2 separate regions of the Dromaius novaehollandiae genome follow, and region 1 is linked to region 2. A link is a contact called in public Hi-C data. All regions are on one chromosome and are shown on one strand. Each heading gives the region's core, a stretch centred on a gene start, on an enhancer-like site or on the middle of the called end of the contact. The rest is flanking DNA. Distances are from core to core; before and after follow the strand shown.

The links. A called contact is a pair of places that touch in the nucleus more often than the background predicts.
Region 1: a Hi-C map of brain shows a contact between it and region 2, with 5 times the contacts expected there. The contact joins the promoter of CARMIL1 here to the promoter of BLOC1S4 in region 2. A contact is called at or near these places in 2 of 4 Hi-C or Micro-C datasets (brain and ovary).

Annotation. Positions count from the first base shown.
Region 1 is chr2:94,686,636-94,693,076 of bDroNov1.hap1, reverse strand. CARMIL1 (capping protein regulator and myosin 1 linker 1) reads left to right here and starts at 4,601. Exons shown (of 39, transcript XM_064506940.1): 1 at 4,601-4,810; 2 at 5,114-5,280. The coding sequence starts at 5,241.
Region 2 is chr2:94,314,856-94,321,687 of bDroNov1.hap1, reverse strand. It overlaps BLOC1S4 (biogenesis of lysosomal organelles complex 1 subunit 4), which reads left to right and starts at 2,269. Exons shown (of 5, transcript XM_064506935.1): 1 at 2,269-2,537; 2 at 2,802-2,873; 3 at 4,796-4,897. The coding sequence starts at 2,313. LOC112992537 (a long non-coding RNA gene) reads right to left here and starts at 2,282. Exons shown (of 3, transcript XR_003261552.2): 1 at 2,000-2,282.

The DNA.
Region 1 (6,441 bases), core at 3,352-5,851, 370 kb before region 2:
CAAATATGCTTGCTAAAAAAGAATGAGGGAAGAGGAATATGGAAATAGATGATATAATAATACAGTAGAGTAACCAGAATTATTCTGAATAGATTTTTCTTATTAAGATTTTCATGAGGCATCAGCTGCTCTTTATAATTCTTTTCTTAACACTACCATCAAAGTATGCTTTATCAAAATATACATCTTTGCTGCTGCATTTATATTTGCCCTGTTTAAAATGGAGACAAAATAGGTTTTGTGCAGGGTACTGAAATAATCATAAGAGCATACAGAAGCCCAGAGTAAAGGCTTTGAAAAGACTCAGTCACAGACAACAACAGGAGACTACTTACAAGTGTGTCATTTCCTTTGCCAAACTAGTGATTGATGGAGGGCATGCATTTTCCCTATTAATTTTGGTGAAATCAAAAAGCAGGCATCCAATCATTTGGCAATACGAGACATTTATTTATGGTGCAGTTAGCTAATCACTTGTTTTCTGCTCTTTTTCTAATGAACTTTTACACTGGGAAATTTTACAAGTTTCTGAACAGATGTGATCAAGGTGAGGGGTCCAAATACCATGTTTACTGGTATCACCAAACATAGAAAATGAACACGGAAGTAATTATTAGATAAGACATAAACTCAAACTGGAGACAGCCCCAAATTAGAAGTGTTAGAAATTAGTTTTAAGCTGAAAGGAAATAAAACTGGCATGGATAGGTAGAATTCATGAACTTCTGAACTCAGGTATAATTGGAAGCATGTGACTAAGTTGTACTTCATATTTGTGTAAATTCCACGCAGTTGCAGGTTAGCCGCCTTTTCGTTTCCAAAATGCCCATAGTAACTTCTCAGAGATTAAAAAATAATACTTCCTTAGATGATACCACTCTTGGAGATGCTTTGTTGAATAGTACTGTGGCCCTGTTCTGTCTCTTTTCAACCAGTACAGTAAACAGTATTGATGGAGTGGCAAAGGTAAAGCTGAAGAAGGTTTTGGCCCTTTGTATCTAGTCTTAGAAACGCAACTATCAAGGCTGGAACACTTATGGCAAGAGCTGTTTTCTGTCCTGTCTTTCATGGGACATTCTGAGCTTATGCTGTGCACTGTGAGGCAGCTTGCAAATGCGGAGATTTGATCATCTGATTCCTCCTACTATGATGTTGCTCTGCAACACGATGACTCCACGGTGTGACTTGACTGTCAGCCTGACACATGCTGTAAGTAATGGAAATCTTTCCATAGGCTTTAGCAGGAGTAAGATCATACTATTGATCACATCATATTATTGATCACATCATGGTTTTGAGCAAAAGGATTGGGAGTCTTCAGTGCAAAAGCCATAATCCAACTGACAAAATGTTAGCAGGGAGGGCACCCAGCAGCTGAGACTACAACTAGCCTACGTTATGACAGTATGCATGATTTGGCATCAAGTTATGTTGCCACCTGCCTTATCTGCAGGAGAAGAGAGGATTTCGAATAAGGAGGAGGACGAGGACAACAGAAAGGCTGGAAAACGGGAGTGGGATATAGCATATGTCAATACAGGGTGTGAAGTACCATAGCAATATAGAGATCTGGGAGAGATGGAGTGAGTTCCTCACAAACTACTTTATGTGCTTAACAGTTAATCTGATGCATGAATGCTGCAGTTCTCAATGTAGGACGTGTCTGCCCCACCTTTCTGCGCCAAATGTCTCCCTGAACAATATCTTCTGAAATTCCTAGTTTCCTTCTGCTCTGTTACTGTCAGTATGCATAAGCTGTGGATGCTGCTACACTTCCTGCAGCAATCTAACTTGCACGTGATCCAGCCCACTACTTTCATCAGCATTTTTTGCCCTGCCAGAAACGACAATAATTTGAGCAATCTTCAGAGAAAAAATATCCACACAGATCTCTGTTCTGTGGCAGGCGAATTGATTATTCTTTGAATGAGTTTTAATATGACTTCATAAATCTTTTGCTCTGGTAGAAGAAAATTTAACCTCTTTCCCATTCAGTAGGCCTGCTGAATATGCAATATGCTATGCTACACTACTACTGTACTGTGATCCTGGCTAGTTCACCCTTCAAGTTGTGATCATCTTCACCAATGTAGGTAATGTGAGATAAGGAAGCCCTACTGACAGACATGGCAATGACCGTTTAGGAACAGGTCAGGACGAGAGTTGCACCTTAGAGTTATGGGAATGACATTACGATCAGATAGGAAACTCAGCCTATTTCCTCTCAGTGTGTAGTGCTACAGCCTTTCATTCAGCCACAAGGCTCCTACCCTTTTCACCCCCCAGCCACTCATTTGCAGGCAGTCTGCCTCAGTTACCCTAGGTTAACTTTGTTACCTCTCTTCTCCTCAGCTGTGCCAACGTGCCCATATCCGGGGGGAAAAGATGATTAAAATTGAATCACTGAAATGACTAACTAACACAAATCCCCTTTCCGAAACCTTTCACTGATCCAGGTTACAACCTCCTCACACAATTTCTCACTTTGGCACAACAGGGAAAGTAGTAAACAACCTTGAGAGGTGGTGAGGATGACTTCCCACAGGGGGCACAAATTCTTAAAATGGCCTTGCCACGGATGAAGATGTCTATAACAATTGCATCCTTGCTGAACTGGCTAGTGGAGGCTAAGGATCAAAAAGAAATGATGAAAATAACACCTCCTTACAAAACCAGCAAAACTTTTGCAGTGTTAACAGCACACCATATTCTTTTCCTAATATAAACTACACTGACTTTGTTTAGTTTCTTTAAGGAATGTCCTTATTTGCTGCTCATAGCTGTCTTTCCAGTTTGCTGTTTCACTAATTGTAGCCATTTCTGCAATAATCATATTTGTACTGGTAAGATAACCTCCAGAATTATTTAGAGAGCTGATTGGTGCTGTGGAGAGTCAAAAAATTGTTTGACAAGTCATGACAATTTCAAACTGCTGGTCATGTTTCTTTTGAAGACCAGGGTATGCAGTACTTCGTGAGAAATAGGGTGCAACAGTATAGTATTTTACCAGCAAAATAACTCTTCCTCTTTGGAATTATGCTGCTGTTCTTACTGAATGCATTTAGGTTTCCTAATTAGATATAAATAACTTTGACCTTCCAGATCTGTCACTCATTTCTAGAGTGCTCAAAATATGAGGTTTGTGCAGTTATCCACCCCTTTAGGATGTAAGATGGCCAATCACAATCCTGCTGCAGTGAAAATGAACCTTTCATTGAAACTACGCACTGCTACTAGAAGCAAGCATCTAACGTTACTGTATTTCCAGAGCTGTCTAGCTCCTTCCTTCACTCTCATCCCATAAAAGTCCTTTTGTGCTTTTTTTTTACATATATATGATTATAGGTGCAATTAGTCAGCTCAAGTGCTGTGTTTTTTATAATGTGGTTGTTACGCATAAACAAATTCTCAATAGCAAAGTGCAATAGCAATTGCAATTTGCAATATGCAAAATGCTGTAATTTGTGGATTTTTCTTTGGGAAAGGAGGCATATTTAGTCCCTTTCAATCTGGTATAAGCTCAGAAACTTGCTTTTCCCTTCACAATGAGTTTGCTAAACAATCTATAATAGAGGCATTATCTGAGAACAGGTGCTAAAGCAATTGATGGCGGTAAAGCAATTGATTATGGAGATAAGGTGGGGGAGTGAAGGAGAGAGATTTCTGGATCAAAGGTTATCCTGTTCCAGGGCTTGAAGAGAACCAGTTGTGGCAGTCTCTTTCCCAGGCAGCTGGCAACAAGGACTGTCTTCAAGATTACAACTACTCCCTTTACAATATAAATCTCCTTCAAAGAAATGAACAAAAAAGGAGAATTCCTATGGTGCAAAGCCAGAAGGTGCATCTGTAAAAGGAAGAGCATCTCTTCAGAAAGGCCCATGTTGCTTGGAAGAGGCCTTGTCCAAGGAGGTGCTGCAGGGGCTGCTTCCCTCTGCATGTACTGGGCACTGCTGACTTCATGGAGGTCATCCATGCGGAGTCAGCCGGCAGGAGCTCACGGCCGATAAGCACGAGCTGGAAATATCTGCACCTGGCCTGCAAGGTCTGGGGTTAGAGCAGTGTTGCAATGCCACTTCCGGCTGGCACTCCTGTTGGGTAAGACAACAGCTGGCATGAACGAAAACAGACCGCGGTGTGGAGAGACCATTATCCATGTGAAGCACTTCCTGCAAGCCAGATGCGACCTGCACGGTCTTTAGTGTCCCCCCATTGTCACCCCAGCCACATGTGACTGCAAAGCCAGGCAGAAAGCTGCTCCTCACTGGATATGCATGGTCTTTAGTGTCCCCCCATCACCGCCCCTGGGCAGTCCAGCTCTCACGCCTGTTAATTACTTATGTTGCTGCTCACTTGCACTCAGGTAGTGCCGGCCCGCGGCTCTGGGCCCCTCACAAGGCCCGCAGAGGAGCCGCACTCCGGGCCGCCGGGGCGCAGGACAGCGACCCCGTCTCCCTCTGGCCCAGGGGCGCGCGAGATCCGCCCGGCTTCACAAAACCACATTTCTCTGGCAGGGAGGCCCCAGCCCGGCCGGGGAGGGGAGACGGCGCCGCGCCGCCGGCAGGTGGCTCCCGCCGCCGCCGGCCCTCCGCAACGCCGGGGGCTCGGGCGAAGGAGGGGCCGCTCTCGGCGTCCTGAATTTCCCTGCCCTCCTCCCTCCTCCCTCTCGGCGGCGGCGGGGGGCAGGCGGCGCTGCGCGGCGCGAGCGACATGGCTCCTTGAGGGCGATGCTCGCGGCCGCCGCCGCCTCTGCCGGTGCTCGGTGGGTGCTGCGGCGCCGGGCGGGTGCGGGGCTCCCGGCGGCTCTCGCGAGGTGAGGAGGCCGGGCCGGGCGGGCTGCGGGAAGGGCGCCGAGCCCTGCCGCGGCTGGGGGGGGCAGCGCGCCGCTGCCTCCCGCCACTGCCGGTGCCGGGGGGGCCGCGCCGGGGCAGGCGGCGGTTGCGCCGCGGGGGAGGAAGTGGGAGCCGGCGCAGGGGGCCGCCGCCAGCGCTGCCGGCCGCCCGCTGCGGCTGCTTGTGGGCGATTCCTCCCCTCGGAAATGCGCCTCCTCGCCGCCGCGGGAGGCACGTAGCGCGGCGGGGAGGCAGAGACCGAGACCCCCTCGCTCCGTCCGCAGGCACACGCGCGCCCGCAGCCGCCTCCGCCACCGCGCTGGTTTCATGCTTGCCTCGTGCCGCGCAGGGACGGCGCGCCGCTGAAGCAGCCCCGCGGCCGGGCACCCCCCGACACCAGGCAGCGCCACCATGGCCGAGGAGAGCTCCGACGTCCCCAAAGAGTTGATAGGTAACGGCCGGGGCGGGGGGCGGTTTAGCGGCCGCCGTGCGGCGGGGAGCGGGCAGGGGGTTAACGACCGCCGCGCGGGGGGCGGTTGGCGGTGGCCGTTGTCCCCGGCGCTGCGTGCTGGGGAGGGGAGTGGGGGCAACAGCGCGAAGCGTTGCGGGGCCGGGGAGGCCCGAGCGGGGCTGCGGCCCCCGGGCGCTGCGGCGGTCCCGGTGCCCCGGGGATGGGGGGATCCTCGCCGGGCGGGCGAGGGCAGGAAGATGCCCGGTGGAAGTGCGCGGGCTCGCCTGTGGCCTCCAGCGCCCCTTGGGTACGGCAGCACGCACGCTGTCACCCGCTGGCGGCAGCTCCTGTGCGAGCCAAGGGAGGCTGTTGCTCCGAGCTGTAGCTCTGGGTTTTTCTGGGCTTGGGGTTTTTAAAACTCGTTTGTGGCTTTTTTTCCCTGTGCACACATGCAAATCTGAGAAGGTATTTTCATTGAAGTTTTGTGGTAGCCTGCAAGCAAAACCCCATATCCTATAGTACACACTTAAGGGGTCATAGTTGCTGGTGAGGACCCTGGAATTGTCACTGTTTGGGAGCTTTTATTAAATAGATAATTAACATGGTACGTTGGTAAGCAGTGTCACCTGGGGATAGGGCATTAATACTTTAGGCCTAGCCCTCATTCAGGCCGAACTTCCTTTTGGTTTTAGTTACAGCTTTGCCTGTTGAAGAAAGATCTCAGCATCTCATCTACGTTGCAGTGATTTACTTGGAGAATTGCATTAATGACAGATTGAAGCAGAGATTTGTCAGGCAACACCATACATGTTGCATTGAACATGGGTTTTAGAGACCTGGCTTAGTTCATGTACACTGTGGCTTTTCTTTGGATTTCTTCAGCCTATGCTATTGGTGGGAACTTGTTTTAACATTTAGAAAGTCTTTGTAACAATCTAGATGAAAAGTTGCTGTCATCACAGGCTTTTTTCCTTTATAAACTAAATAGCTCTATTTTGCAGTCCTGTTAATGAACAAAACATGGAATTACTAGCTTTAGCCTATAGATTGACTACTAAAAGGTGACAAGCTGAGCGTTATGGCAGAAGTAGGTGTAATCAAAACCTCTTTTAAATATGGCTAGATATGTTTAAGTATTGAGATGCTAATGCATGATGGGTG
Region 2 (6,832 bases), core at 1,020-3,519:
AGTCTTGGTTTGAAAAAGTTATGTTCCAGTTTGGAATTTGTAATGATTGGGCAAAGGATGTGTGGATTTATTGATTACTGTTGATTTAGAATACCTGTGGAACATCTGTTCATCTGCTTTGGGACATTGAACTTAGGGCATTCTTAGATTTGCTTTAAATTTTTAAAATTCTTTCACTTACTCTAATTAAACCTCTTCTAGGTCTCACACCAGTTAGAGCTGTACTTATTTTGTTCAGCACAGTAAGAATAGCATATTGATCCCATTAGTCTTAAAACTGTACTCTTCCAAAGGTTTTCATTTTTTTTAAATCTTACTGGTGCAGTAAAAGGGGAATAGCTGGATATGCTTCAGTCAATCAGACCATGTCATAATGAGAATTTTTTACACCTTAAAAGACTACTTTTATAAGGTAACTTCAGCCAAACTCACTTATTTAACTGGTGAAAATGTGACCTGTCTGCAATGAAGCCTGAACAAATCTTATTTCTACACTACTTCTGCTTCCTTTCCCTCCATTCTCTACATTCCTTCTGTAAAGTATTTCATTTACTTATTGAAACAGAAGGCTTCTTTCTGACAGCTCTTCAGATGCTTAACCATTTTAGTAATGACTTTCTCTGTACCAGTACAGACATTGATTCTTCTGTTTCCTATATTAAGCTGCTTTCCATATACTACTTCCCTGTTGCACTGATTTCCGTGGGCAGCAAGTGTTTTGCTGTGCTTGTCATAAGACTTTTTTCAAGCCACATGGTGTCTTCTCAGATACTGCTTAAGAAATCTCTGTCTCACTGTGTGCTGCCAGGCTGCAGACCCCTCCCAGGGAAAGACTGAGAAAGACTATCCAAATAAAGTGTTGATCTATCTCTGCTGATGCTGTTACAAAATATCTAAACTTTTACAGTTAATACAACTTACACTTCCTAGGGTGAATTTCACACATGAGATCTGAGTAGGAAGAGTGAAAGTATTTTACCCACGATTTCAATTACAACTTGAATGACAGAGTACTGACAAGACCAGTTTTGGAGCTAACAATTTGAAGTGTAAGTGCTAAGGCTTGCAAATATTTTGTGCTCATTTCTACCACCTAGAAGAAAATGCTTCTGTTTTGCATATGCTCAGTCCAGCTCTTTAAATAAGGAAAATTTAGGTCTCTCATATGCTAGTTCTCTTTTTGAGATATACTCCTCTCCCAGTTCAGACTGTTACCAAACAAAAGCCCCCTCTACCTGTTCCCCTACTAAAACTGCTATAACTGGAAAAAGCAGGTAGAAACAAGAATGACAAGGTTTAGACTGAAATGCATCAAGGAACCTTCAAGCATAAGATTAAACTGTTTAACTAATAAACCTTTAAAAATGGGTGACTGAAAGAACAGAGGCAAATTAGTCCTAGAAACTTCTATAAGCAAGTTTATGGAAGGAGCCAGATCTCTTTTACCCTTGGTGAATCATATTGACTTATCTTGAAGGTAACACTTTGTTTCTGAACACTTTGTTCAGAAACCATCATGGACAGTAAAACCTGAGGATACTACCTCATTGTAAAGCACCTCAGAAAATAATTTTAAAACAAACTTTTTAATGTATTGCCACCTAAATCATAGGCATTGACTTGTATTTTGTCAAAGCTTAATTGCAGAAAAGCTTTCTAGCTCTGAGTACTGTACACAAGAGGACCGAAGGCATTTGAGGAGTACTGTACACATTAAGGACCCAAGGTTTGATTTAACTGCTGCCATCCGTTTGGGGAAGGCTGTTTGGCTGTCACTCTCCTTCACCTTGAATTCAGCCTGACATTGATCTATCAACGGCGGGGCGCAGGGAAGGACGTAGTAGAAAATGGGAATGAGGAAAAGTATGAATAAGACAAAGTATGTAAGATGGAGAAAGATGCATGAGGGTGTACCAAGTGGTGCTAGGGCCAAAGTAGGTAAACGCAAGGCAAGCGCACCAGAGTGCTATGGCGAAGGACTATGCTAGAAAGCGCGTACCTTTACCCCCGCTTCGGGGACGGCGCTTACCGCGTGAGGCACAGCAGGCGCCGAGGGCGCAGGAGCACGGGGGCCCGCCCCAGGCTGTCCGTCTGAGGGTGGGCGGCCGGCTCCTTCTCCCGGTTTAACGGCTTCCCCGGAGCCCCGCGGCAGCACCTCGCGCGCCGCCCTGACTAAGCGCCGCCGACCGTTACGGGCAGGGCCCCACCCGCCACGGCGAGCGCCCGGAAGGCGCATGCGCCGGCGCGGGGCCTCCGCGCGAGCCCCAGCGGGGACCCGCCCCCCGCCGCCCGCGTGACCGCGGAGCCGCCCGATGGGCGCTGGTAACCGTCGGCGGCCTGCGCGCAGCGGCATGGCGGCGGCGGCGGGCTCCTGCGCCGGCGGCGACAGCGGCAACGTCTCGCAGAGCCACAGCAACGCCTCGGGGCTTGGGGAGCAGGAGGGCGAGGAAGGGGACGCCTCGGAGGCGTCGCTCAGCGCCACCGCCGCCGCCTATTCCGCCTACCTGCTGCCGGACCGGGCCGCCTTCTGCACGCAGGTGAGCGGCGGCGGCCGGGCCCGCTGGGCTCCCCCGGCCCCGGAGCAGCGGTGTTATTCCCTTCGGTGCGCTTTTTGCAGGAACAGGTCAGCCGGTATACCCAGTCACTCGCCTTTAAAGTCGCTAAGAAATGGCAAAGCAATGGAATTGCTATTAAGCCGTGTTTTAGTTTGGCTGCTGTCTGTACTTAAAGGTTTTGTGTGGTTTTGCCTTGTTTTTTGTTCTTTTAAGTCTTCTCTCAAAATATTTAAATGTGTTTTGCAGATAGAAAGCTTAGAGAAGAGTCTGGAAGACTTGCTGACCAGAGTAGATGAATTTGTGGGAATGTTAGACATGGTATGTATAACTTGCATGTAACTTTCTTTTTTTAGTCAGAATACAGTTTTAATATGTGCTTGTGTCTGAAAATGGGACCAAGATGTAAGATAGCCTTTAGTATATATAGGCAGATAGATACTAGTATGAAAACATTTGATAAATATATAACTCATGGATGAAAACTGCTGAACACCTACGTAGGAGCAAAATGATATGCTCATGTGGCTGTATAATTACATTTGTATATTTGTGTATGTGCATACATGCATGGAATCTCATTTTGAGCAGTGCAGAAACAAATGTTTAAAAGGATGATATGATGTTGTGCCTTTCCTTTTAAAGACTGCATGGGATATCTGTACACGTGTTTACAATCTAAACATGTAACCAGAGTTGCCAAACCTTCAAAACTAGGTTTGGTCTTAGGGGACCTTTTCTTACCTTTCATTGGGAAAACAGCTCTGTTTTCACTGTCTCATAAGAAAAAAAATCAGAAAACTGGATGGAAAGATCCTAAAGGCTGACTTTGGTATACGGGCTATCTTTTAAATCTCGGTACATGCGGTTCTCCTGCCCTAATCTAAGGGTAATTTCACTCTAATTTTTCTATTGATGAGACAGTGGTTTTGTTGCCTGGCTTTTTTTAGTGAAGCTGAGGAAATGTTCAGATAGCAAAACATATGTCAAGACTTCAGTTTAATACATTTGATTCTTCAGTATGCCTTGGGAAATATTCAATTGCTTAGTTCTAGTAAGGTTAGCAGTGTGTTTTTGATATAATTATAAAGAAAAATATTTTATTTGCTTGTGTCAAATATCACCTATTACCTCAAGCAAAGGTACTTAGTAAACTATATAAGGAAGGTAGCTTATTTTTAATCTAGTGCTTTATTTAATTGGAGCACAGTTGTAGTTTCCAGAATGTAATCTGGGTACTTATGATGTTGTTTTATTCATCAGTTTAATTCCAGGAAGCATAAGACCCTGTCTCTAATCAAAAGAGTTAATATCAGGTAATAAATTGTAGCAGGTTTATGTCTATCCAGCACTTTAACAGTGGCATTAAAACAGTTTTATTTTTGCTGTTGCAAAATAATGTCTTATTGCTTTAAGAGTAATTAAGAAAAAATAAAGCACCAAATTATACCCAAGTCATATCAAAAATAAATACTGAGAAAGTAGCACATAGGAAGTATAATCTAGAGAGAAATGCATCAGGATGTATAGCATGTATTTGTGATTTAAATTGTTACTTGTTCAGCATTTTCATTTTCTCTGCCATGTGTGAGATATTTTTACTAATTGCAACAGATCTTAAAACATCTTTGATATTGAGCAAAGTGAGAAATGGACCAGGTATTTTCTGGTTGAGCCAAAAGAAGAGAAACCTTCAGTAAGATCCTCTGTTGTCTGGGAAGAAATATGCATATTTACAGTTTTGTTCTATGGAGGATTTGGTATACCTATATCCACTACTGCTGCTTACAGCAGAAATAAAACAAGTCAGGGAAGAGACAGAAGAAAGCATGCTACTGAGAGAAAAATGTTTTCTGGACCATCTTTAACAATACATATCTGATTGAAAGGATAATGTCAGATTGGGTGCAAAGTGCCTGATTCTTGAAAGGCAGTTGAAGAATGAAGTTCTGTTTGATGTTGCTAGAATTTGAGAGGGACTTCTTATTTTTGATCCCAACCTGACTTTACTGCTGATTCACTGCCCCCTTGGTTGGCTTCTTAGGTTTTTAATCTCTGAAATGTGGATATCATCAGCATTGGTAAAATGTAACTGCATTCCTATTTCTCTGCCTAGCATAATGCACCTATCTTTAAAAACAAAGTTCTAGTCTTATTGTATGTTATGTTTTGTTGTAGTTCTCATTATTTGTTTTCAATCCGACTTCAGTCAATTTTGCATCATTTGTTTGAATCATCTTTAGATTCGAAGTGATTCCTCTCAAGTTGTCAATGAAAGTATACCTCAAATTTACACAAAAGCTACAGAAATGAGACACATATACAGGAAGATTGACAAACTAGAGGTATGTATTTGACATTTTAGGTGTGTTCCCATTTTCAATAGGGAGGAAAAATCAATGATATGCTGTAATGTGTATGTATAGAGGGGGGTCCTCTTTGGAGCTTCAGATCTCTTTTGCTCTCAATGTCCGATCCAGCTTCAGTACTTCAGGGTCAGTAAATGTGGAGAACACAAAAAGTATTAATAATTTCTGGAGGCATTTTTGGTTTTCCACTTGCTGCTTGAATTAAGGCAACAATCCTTTTATTTACTGAAAGTAATAGTAGTGCTTTTTTGGTAGCATCTTTCAAAGTTACTGTCTTCAAAGCTGTTCTGAGACTAGTGGAATGAGAAGGATATTGATAAAACTTCAGAACTGTAAGTGACTTCAGATCCTTGATTCCATTTTTAGTAGAAGGCTAGGCAGTTAAAAGTTTAAATTACACTGACTGTCATCATAACTTGATAATCCAAAGCAGTGAGATAAGAACAAAGAATGTTAAGGGCTAAGATGCTAAATTCCTAAGTCTGAAGCAAAAAATACAAGAAACTTTCCTATTTTGCATGCAAGTGGAAGAGGAAAATTAACAAGATAAACTAGCCAAAATGAGGTGAAATGGAAGCATAAATTTTGCTGCTATATAACAGAAGCAGCAGTGTTAAAATCCTTGTCATGCTATTGATAAAAGGGCCTGCTAACAGTGGCAGGAAATTGAGGAGGCCAGTTTCTAGATCATAAGAAACTTGAATTCAGAAAGTAGGTCCAGAAGATGGAATCTGTACTTGATTTTTAATACAAAAATTAAAAATAATCCTCAATTCCAGAAAAGCTAGAAAAGCTATAGAACAAGTGTAAGTTTAGCAGAATTGTCTAAAATGAAGTTATCTACCCCTCAGACAAAGGAGAATGTTACTGATTGCTGTTACACTTATTGGTACAATAAGAAATGCAGACAGATACCTATATACTCAAGCACAGTTTCATTTAGTCATTAGCACACAGCTTAGCTTTCAAGTAAAAAGGTCATCTGGGGGGAGTGACTCTACAAACTGTCTCTGAGGCTTGTGAATGTGCTTTTATTCAGAAACAAGTGGCAGTTCTCAATTTAACACTATGTAATAAAAGTTGTTTTCTTACAGTCATTCTGAAGTATGGAAATTATGGAAATTTCTGTCTGGGTATTTCAGCACATTTAAATTGCAATACAGTTTTATTATTGCTTAATTAAATGTTGGAAGAGAAGGAAGAGGGGAGTTCCCAAAAAGGTACTTGGATACCCCACTATCATTTTCAGAAGTTATCTTATTTTCACTGTAACAGCAACCTGTGGTCTGTGAGCTACTACATGGAGAATACAATGTAGCTTTTTGAATAAAGCTTGCAGTCAGAATGAGCTGTCATAATTAGCTATCATAATTAATGTCTCTAAGTAACATGATGACAGGGAGAACCTGTGTTTCTTGAGATACTCTCTGCTGGAGAAGCCTAAAAGTTTTACCAGGGATACAGCTAAAGTTCTGGATGAATAGATAGGGCATTCTGGTTCATGTGTTTGTGATGTTGCTTCCAATATTTTAATCCAAAATTTAGTCTTCTCATTCATTAGAATAAAGTTTATTAGCAAGGCGATTTGAGTGTAGTGAAGCTTGGGGGTTTGTTCTGAGTAAGTCTGTTTGGAGAGAGATGAGCAGATGCAGAAAGTGCTTAGCATCCAAACGTGTTTAGGTCCCCTCAGAATTTGGGATGACTATTGCATTGCATAGATTAACTTGCTTGTATGTGTGTTTGTTACTGTTTTGTCATTTATGTAATTCATAGCTGATAGAACAATGCTGTCTTAGGTCAGATCTGGTCCATCTAGGAACTCAGTTGCTGGTATACTGCTTGCTTTGTGTTGGAATTTGTTGCTTCTCATATGTTAAACTTCTGATAAACTTCAGCTGTAGGAACAATTTC